Linked DNA regions of Gossypium hirsutum: regions 1 and 2 are each linked to region 3. Evidence: chromatin contacts called from public Hi-C data. All regions are on one chromosome and are shown on one strand. Each heading gives the region's core, a stretch centred on a gene start, on an enhancer-like site or on the middle of the called end of the contact. The rest is flanking DNA. Distances are from core to core; before and after follow the strand shown. Region 1 holds the start of LOC107886631 (TORTIFOLIA1-like protein 4). Region 2 holds the start of LOC107886632 (probable inactive receptor kinase At1g27190). Region 3 holds the start of LOC107886628 (pyruvate dehydrogenase E1 component subunit alpha, mitochondrial).

The links. Hi-C and Micro-C count contacts between places; a contact is called where the count stands out from the background.
Region 1: a contact with region 3 is called in a Hi-C map of leaf, with 2.2 times the contacts expected there. The contact joins the promoter of LOC107886631 here to the promoter of LOC107886628 in region 3. A contact is called at or near these places in 4 of 34 Hi-C or Micro-C datasets (callus and leaf).
Region 2: a Hi-C map of leaf shows a contact between it and region 3, with 2.7 times the contacts expected there. The contact joins the promoter of LOC107886632 here to the promoter of LOC107886628 in region 3. A contact is called at or near these places in 3 of 34 Hi-C or Micro-C datasets (callus and leaf).

What each region holds. Positions count from the first base shown.
Region 1 is chrA03:101,549,398-101,552,212 of Gossypium_hirsutum_v2.1, reverse strand. It overlaps LOC107886631 (TORTIFOLIA1-like protein 4), which reads right to left and starts at 1,444. Exons shown (of 5, transcript XM_016810655.2): 1 at 138-1,444; 2 at 1-20. The coding sequence starts at 950.
Region 2 is chrA03:101,569,632-101,572,678 of Gossypium_hirsutum_v2.1, reverse strand. It overlaps LOC107886632 (probable inactive receptor kinase At1g27190), which reads right to left and starts at 1,523. Exons shown (of 1, transcript XM_016810656.2): 1 at 1-1,523. The coding sequence starts at 1,082.
Region 3 is chrA03:101,420,349-101,423,278 of Gossypium_hirsutum_v2.1, reverse strand. LOC107886628 (pyruvate dehydrogenase E1 component subunit alpha, mitochondrial) reads left to right here and starts at 1,340. Exons shown (of 8, transcript XM_016810651.2): 1 at 1,340-2,523; 2 at 2,599-2,678. The coding sequence starts at 1,824.

The DNA.
Region 1 (2,815 bases), core at 195-2,694, 130 kb before region 3:
GTTTCTCGGACAATCTTTACCTGTAACAACAAAATTTATTAAAAATGATGAGCAATGTTTTTTTCCCTCTAATTTCCTTATCGGGGAAAAATATAAATTATTAAATGGTTACTGAGCAAAGATAGAAATGGATGCACCTTATCAAACCTCTTATTGCCAAGAGCGGTCACACACGCCGCTTTATACTCAGCTGCCAGTTCTTTCTCCGCCATAGCCACCTTCCCTAACGCGTCCGCCGCCGCCTTTCTCGTTCCCCAGTCTTCGCTACTCAAAGACTCCACCGCGCATGGCACAAACCAATCCAGGACTCCTTTACTTCCGGCACCGCCAACACTAGCGACGTTTCCAATAACTCCAAACACCGCCGCTTTCGCTTTGAAACTCTCGCTCCTCACTAACTTCCCCAACTTCGGCAACACCTTCTTAAGCTGCTCCGTCTCGGGATCCGGCGCCGCCTCGATCGCCGCGGACAAACACATCGCCGCACCGATCTGCGAGTTAACGTCTTGCTCCACCACGAGCATTTCGATCAAAGGCTTCGACAAAACAGAAAATGGAGGCTTCGTGATGTGAGACGACATAGCGGTCGTTGCCTCGACACAAGCGGACCGGACGGCGGAGTCGGGGTCACGGAGGCGGCGAGCAAGGGTGGAAATCATCTTAGAAAGGTGGGGAGATAAGACGTTACCGTGCGACTGAGACATCAAAGTCAAAAGGATTACACATTGCCTCCGAACGGGAGACTTGGCGGAAGAGTCGGTATTGTGAAGGCAGTTGAGGAAGGGAGAGATGGAATCGACAGTCAGGTTCCGAGCGATGGACTCGAGCTCAGCGGAAGCGAGAGCGAGAGTGTCGCGGTCGGCGAGTTTGTTAAGGCAAGTGAAAACGCGTTGTTTGAGATCGTGCAGTTGCTGTTGAAGACTTTGCGGTGACCGATTCTTAGAAGACATTGTTGTTTATGGCTAAGCTATGATATCCGCGACGCCTTCCCCTTCTAACCTTTGGGTCTAACACTTGCAGCAGCATTCGAGAGGAAACTGGAATTGGCGGAGAAATTTTAGGAAATTGCGGCAGGAGAGGATGGGTGTCTAATATATATATATATATTTGTGCCGACGCCAATATCAAACGGACCTAAATATTCAACCAATAAGACCGGATCACAGGATAATACTGCATCTTTTATCCATTCCATTAATTATTAATATCATCTACGATCAATAACAATAGCTTCACGGGTTTAACAAATAGATTACACATTTTTAAGGAAGAAAACATAAATATATTAATATAAAAAGTAAAAAAATTGTTGAACAAAGGGTAATGTCACGTATTAGTATTAGTATTAGTATTACAATGGACAGTAAGAAATTAATCCTAATTTGCTCAAGTCAAAGATCACATGGACAAGAGTAGTTGCCCATGCCAGCTATATATGTACGACGCATATATCAGTATGAATATCATTATTTATTGAGGGTTAGCCTACTAGTATCTGTACAGGCTCAAAATTTGCCAGGATCCTTCAACAATTAGTTCTATAAAATAAAATAAACAAGGGTATGACACATGGTAACATGAGCATCCCAACTGTAACCATTTTGACTTAACACCTTATTATTATTGTTTCTCTGGTGAACTTATCCACATGGATTTAGGGTTAAATCTAGGATTAGTAGAGCTTAGCTGAATGAAATGGTGAGCATGTGAGGAGGCAAAGAATAATGGAGACAAGAAAGGTTCAAAGTTCTGAATTCAACAGTCAATCACGTGACTATTAGTATGGGGTGGATGGGCACAATACTTTCTAGATCTAGCAACTTTAAATTCACTACATAACATGAAAATATATAAGCACAAGACTTGACCCTCTCTTCCTAATTTTGATATCAAATACTTAATACAAATGGTAACTCAAAGTTCCATCCAAAAATATGAGTGAAAAAGGGATGTGATGAGATAGATAATCATGATTATGGCGAGTAAGTTTACGTTTAACTCCCACTAATTTTGGGCTTTGAAACAAAGGACCCACTGCATTTTTTTCTTGTCGTTAACGCCCTATCCATTACCTCCAAATTTGCTTTGTGCAAAATTTACGCTTCATATTATTAGGGGTAAAAAGATTAGAGATGGTGGTGATCCACCCCGTAAATTAAGTGTCATTGGGGATAAAAATGATGAAATATTTAAGCATGGAGACAACAACCTGGAGAAGAAGTAATTATATAGTCATTACCTTTCCCCTAATTTAAAGGGAAGGGATAAGAATAATATTATTACTCAAATATTAATTTAGATCTATTCCATGTGATTTTCTTTTTTTTAATTTCATGATAACAATGATAAAATTGTTGGCACTTCTTGGCCTTATGCTGTTATGAATTTCTTAATATCAATTATTTACATGTTAATAATTAGTACCAGGCAAGCTCACTGCAATTATCAGATATATGTTAATTAATCTCATTATTGAAGACTAAACAGCTTCTTCTTATTTTTAGACCATAATTTTGCTGGTGTAAGAAACTTATATCCATTGTCTTTACTGGGATTTAATCAGATGAACATGTATGACTTGTTTGCAATCCAATTTTCTTTGGAACAAAAACGAATCCTTTTTCAAACATTGTGATGGAACCTGTAATTATATCAACTTAGTGTTCTACCATCCCAAAACAAAGCCTTTGCAACTTAGTCCATTTATTATAAGCTATTCACAAAAATGCATAACAAAAAAGTTTCTTTGCTTCAAACGTGATAATGCTTTCGACTGGACTATGCATAGACCTATTAATTTGATTTTAAAATTTTA
Region 2 (3,047 bases), core at 274-2,773, 150 kb before region 3:
AAGAGCGGAACCAAATTTGGATGCCTAAGTTGTCCTAACCTATTCATTTCTGACCTAAACTGTTTCTCACTAAGCTTACAAGTGCTTAACCTCTTAATCGTCAAGGCAGAGCCGTCCGGCAACACCGCCATGTAGGATACTCCAGTCCTGGTCGAAATAACAGCGTTCTCCGCATCGAAATTGTTCGTTGCCACCATTAAATCCGCCAATTTAATCTTGTTTATTGGCTTTTGGAATAACGATACTTGAACAAGGTTATGAGATTTCAGCAGTTCAATCCAACTACTACCATCTTTGCCCTCCACATCGTAACTTTTCTTTCTTTTTTCGCCTGCGCCGGCTCGGAGAAAGAACCACCACCAAATGGCGAAACCGACGATTAACGAAACTGCGGCGCCAGTCACACCAGCTATTATGATAATTCCCAGATTTTTAGCGTTCAATCCACCGCATTTTGATAAGGGTTTCCCACAAAGTCCATGGTTACCATCAAAACCATCTTCCCCGAATCTGGCTAGATCTGAGGGGATGGAGCCAGACAAGTCGTTACCGGCAACGGAAAACCGTTTAAGGCGGTCCAACCGAGCTAGCTCGTAAGGGATCGAACCAGACAATTTGTTATCGGATAAAACGAGGTCGTTTAGGAACTTACAGTCGACAATCTGAAGAGGGATGGAACCAGAGAAAAGGTTACCAGAGAGATCGAGATGAACGAGGTAAGGAAGCCAAGAGCATATATCGCTAGGAATGGGACCGGAGAGAGAGTTGTTAGAAAGATCTAGAATCTGGAGGCTCCGACAGTACTTCAAAGAGTCCGGTAGCTGACCCGACAGCTTCATGGAAGGGAGGTGGAGGCTAATGATTCGGTTTTCCTTCTCATTCCAGCACGAAACGCCGGTGAGCTGGCAAACGGAGGTGGATGAGCGGTTGCTGAAGCTCCAGGTCGAAAGAGGGGAGTCGGCGCCGGTAAGGGATTTTTTCAGTCCTTCAAGACAGGCGATGTCATCTTCGATGGCGAAAGAGAGCAAGAAATTAAAGAGCAAAAGCAAGGATGTCGCCAAAATGAGAATGTTCTTCTTCATGGCTGAGCTGCCGGCGCCGCTTGATGCTCTGCGTTAGAGTTAGGGTTTCTGTTTTCCCTTGTTAAAAGAGGTGAGAGATGACGGTTAGAAGAGGAAACAAAATGGAGGAAGAGGAAGAGGAAGATGAGGGAAATAGGCAGCTGACATTTGACTGTTTGGAGACAAAGAGAAAGAGAGGAAAAAAAGGGGAAAAGAAAGGAGTAGCTAAGCTCAACTCAGCTCAGCAGCTGCTGCTGCTGCTGTTGTTGTTTTAGCTTTTTTGACTGCCAGTTGAAATTTTCATGTTCGACTTTGTCTTTTCCTATTTTAGTAGCCTTTTTCTTGTTGTCTTATAAATTAATTATAATGAAACTTAAGACTTTTGTATATAGATTTAGATTTAGCTATAAAGCGGCACCGTATTGCATGGGGAAGTAGATCAACATCAAGATTTGTTTTGTAAATGCGAAGGTGATTGAGAGGGATGGGGTCTTATTCTGAGACAAATAACATGCTGCCGAGTTTTGGGTCAATTGTGGGCCCATAACCCTATCTCTTTTTCTTTAATAATAACTTTCGGTCCTCTGCTCTTTGTAACGTTATATTATCATTGTGTTGTAAGTTTCAACGTCTTGAATAACGGGAAACGGTTTTCCCTTTTTTTTTCTTTTTTTCTTTTTGGGGGTTAAAATGCGCGTATATACCTCCTGGCTCCTGTATTTAGCTCTTTATTTTTTAAATTTTAAAGTTTAAATTTAACTGTTAATATCGTCAACTTTTTTATTAGATTTTTTTATTGTGACATTTTGAATTAAAAAAATTATTTATTTAGTAATTATGTAATTAAAAATTATTTTAATAAAAAATTAAAAAATTTAATAGTTTAATCAGAATTTTGAAATTAAAAAATTTAAAAAATTAAATTCCAATACACACTAATTTTAAAAAATAAATTGCCTCCCTTTTAATGATAAAAAATAAAAAAGTTGATTATTGCTATAAATAAAGGTTGGGCTGAGTCCATTTAGTAATTAAGAGGCCCAGTGTTGGGTAAATCCCATGGAGGCCGTCAAAGTCACAGATTGTTAGTATATTAATATTTTCTAGCCTTTCCGATTAATTACTATTAAATCAATCAACTAATAAGTTTGGTTTAATTGATTATATATAATGGGACCGAATGTCGTTTGTAGCACTAAGAAAGACGAACATAGACAACCGAAAAACGTATGATATGATGGGAGAATCCCTTGGCGTAAAAGCCTCTTTTTATTAAAAAAGGATGAAAAATCATAAAACTCCATGTAAGTCAGTGGGTGCTCTTTCACAATTGATTGGATTAAATGGAATGAAGTAGTAAAAGTGGCAATGCAATTAATGGTGTAAAGTTTGGACGTTGAAATCCACCATATTTAATCAAAACAATGTTTCTTTCTATAGTCAACCCACTCTCCAAAATGGAATCAGTGTTATGGCAATGTGCTGCCAAATTAGCCTACACGTATCTTTTTACTATATTTTATATTTTATATATTATTGATTTTATATATCTATACTGCTATAAATGAAAAAAAAAACAACAACAACACTAAACAATTACAATAAAAAAATATAAAATTAAAAGTTTAATGTATCTTTTTGAATTAAACTACGCATAATTTGAGGATGTGTGAAGAACACTTTGATACTTGTGAATATTATAGCATCATGTTTGGTCATAAAATCTGTAACTTTATTGTGCACTTTTGAAGTATGACGGATACGAACCTTCTAATTCCTATGTAATAACTTATGAATAGCCCGTAGAAACCACATTATTACTAAAAGCAATTATAAATTTCAAACATGGATAATGAAATAGAATTAAAAGATTAAAAGAAGCATTGTATAAGATTTGAACATTTGATGGGTTGCAAATGGGCTGTATACATGTAAGCTGAAGCTAAATCTAATGTTCCTTCCAAAAGCCCACGTGTGGTACATTAT
Region 3 (2,930 bases), core at 91-2,590:
AATATATTTTAAAAGTAATTCAATAACCATCACAAAGTTTATGCTTTTTAGATATTGATATATTAGCTCTTCTGAAGCTTTCAACTAATTTTGTACCATCAAATATTGAAATAATATTTGTTTGTTTCAGTACCAAATAATATAAATATTTTCTATCTGTAATGATAGAATTCATTACTACATTTTCATATCATTCCTCAAAGAATATTAACAGAAACAAAATATTTGGGCATACGCCACATATGTGGCCAATAATATTTCGTATTACATTGATAACATAAATTCTTTATCCTTTCAAGAGCTATCTTGAGAACTCTTATTGTTCTCTTATTTATTACTATGTTCCTACTTTTAGTGGTCCTTAATTATATCTTTTATTTTCTTTATGTTTGCATTCACTTTAGGGAATGTAACAAATTTAGTAGGACAACCTCTATTGATTTTTTATTCCATAATCACCATCGTAAACATGCGTGGATTTTAAATCAGAATCTATCCATTCATGTTGTCATGATTATTCTCCAATTATAATAAACATGATATAATAAATAAAATATAGTAAAATACATCTGAAAATCTTTAACATCATTGTCATCATCTTGACTATTATCACGAGTATCTATTCTGAGATTGAATCTTTCAACATCCTGAAGATGAAGTTGTAAGGGTGGAAGTTTAAGGTGAAAAAGAATTTGATTTGTGGGACGACTTCGAAATATTTTGAAAAAATAGAGAATCATCGTGCTGATAACGTGTTATAAAATAAAGAAAGATAGAGAGAATAAAGAACAAAGAAAATATGAAAGCAATAGAGAATATACTTTATTAATCAAATGGATAATTACAATACTTCATCATAATCTCTATTTATAGGCATAAGAAGTATAAAAGAAGTAGAGATCTAATTTTAATAATTATTAGAATTTAAAATATATCAAAACTTTACCTTGATCATAATAAACATCTACTTAATAAGATATTTATAACAATAAATAATTAATTAGTCATTAATTCCAATTATGTATAAAAATTAGTATTAATTGTTATTCCTTAAATTGATTGAGTTAGAATAAGAAATATGTTGTCTAATTTAGGCAGCGGATAATGAAATAGGCAGTCTATTCAGAGTGTTAGGTAATAAGAATAAAGTATTAAGCAGGCCGCCAAGCCACCAACCCCGTGTGCAGTGCCGCACCAATTCCTTTACCAAAATAAATGGCAACTACAAGTCAACATCATCTAAGGTTTGCTTGGTTTTTTCCTTTTGCTGGCCAATCAACAGCATCAGAGGTTACCGTCAAAGTATTTATATCTACTTTTGCATGCTTAACTTTTCCTTGTTCAATAATCTTTAATTCCATCATTTACATAACTAGAAATACAATAAATGTGCTTTCTTTATTATCTTATTTTATTCTTATTTTATTATTTATCTCTTCTAATTTACATTTTTAAATTTAATAAAAAAAGAGATTATTATAAATTATCGAAAAATTTGATTGGTTAGAATTCAATTTAAGAATAAAAATTATTAATAAAAATAAAATTTTCGAGAGATATAGAAAGATGCTCTACATTAAAAGCTACTTAATTGACTTATTAGATATATTTAAGGATTATTATATTACGATTAAAATGGGATATGGAATAATGTTTAAAAATAATTCTTTAGAAGCAGTGAAGAGTTGAAAATCTCCCCCGCTACAACAATCAATATTTAATTCCTCTCCACCAAATATACCAAACTCTCTTATTCGCTTTCCTTTTTCCTTCGCTCTCTCTTTAGATCCGATCAACCGCCATCTCTTAATACGACGGTGGGCATGGCTCTATCGCGGCTCGCCTCTTCTTCTTCTTCTTCACGCTCCGCTGATCTTCTGAAACCCCTCTGCTCTGCCATCTCCCTCCGACGCCCGATCTCCACCGATACCACTCCCATAACTGTGGAGACCTCCGTTCCTTTCACCTCTCACCAGTGCGACACCCCCTCACGCTCCGTCCAGACCAATGCCAAGGAGCTCCTCACCTTCTTCCGGGACATGGCGCTGATGCGTCGGATGGAGATCGCTGCCGATTCACTCTACAAGGCCAAGCTCATCCGCGGTTTCTGCCACTTGTACGACGGTCAAGAAGCTGTCGCCGTCGGCATGGAAGCTTCCATAACTAAAAAGGACTGTATCATAACCGCCTATCGTGACCACTGCACGTTCGTCGCTCGCGGTGGGACCCTGCTGGAAGTTTTCGCCGAGCTGATGGGACGCCAGGCTGGATGTTCTAGGGGCAAAGGAGGTTCGATGCATTTTTACAAGAAGGATTCAAATTTCTATGGCGGTCACGGGATTGTCGGAGCCCAGGTTCCTTTAGGATGTGGCTTGGCGTTTGCCCAAAAGTATTCTAAAGACGAAGCGGTCACCTTTGCTTTATATGGTGATGGGGCTGCTAATCAAGGGCAGTTGTTTGAGGCTTTGAACATCTCTGCACTTTGGGATCTGCCTGCAATTTTGGTCTGCGAGAATAATCATTGTGAGCAATTTGAATTGGAATGAAATTTTATTGGTCTATTAAATTTTTGTGGACTTTATTTATTTGATGTAACAGATGGTATGGGGACGGCTGAATGGAGAGCCGCAAAGAGTCCTGCTTACTACAAACGTGGGGATTATGCTCCTGGTTTGAAGGTGAGACTTGGTTGGCTGAGAGATAAATAGTGGTTGTAATTTGTTGGTTCTTTAGTATTGTTATTATGATTATTAAGTAAATGAGGATTTAGATGTATGTGATGTCGAAGTGACTACGACCGTAGATGTCGTAAGAGTGATAGTGGATGGTAAAAAACTGTGATAGTTGTGATTTTGTGCCATGTGAGATGCTTCTTCTGCTGGTTTTATATTGTTGTTTTGTTCTCTTATCCTTTTATATTAGAAGCTAAA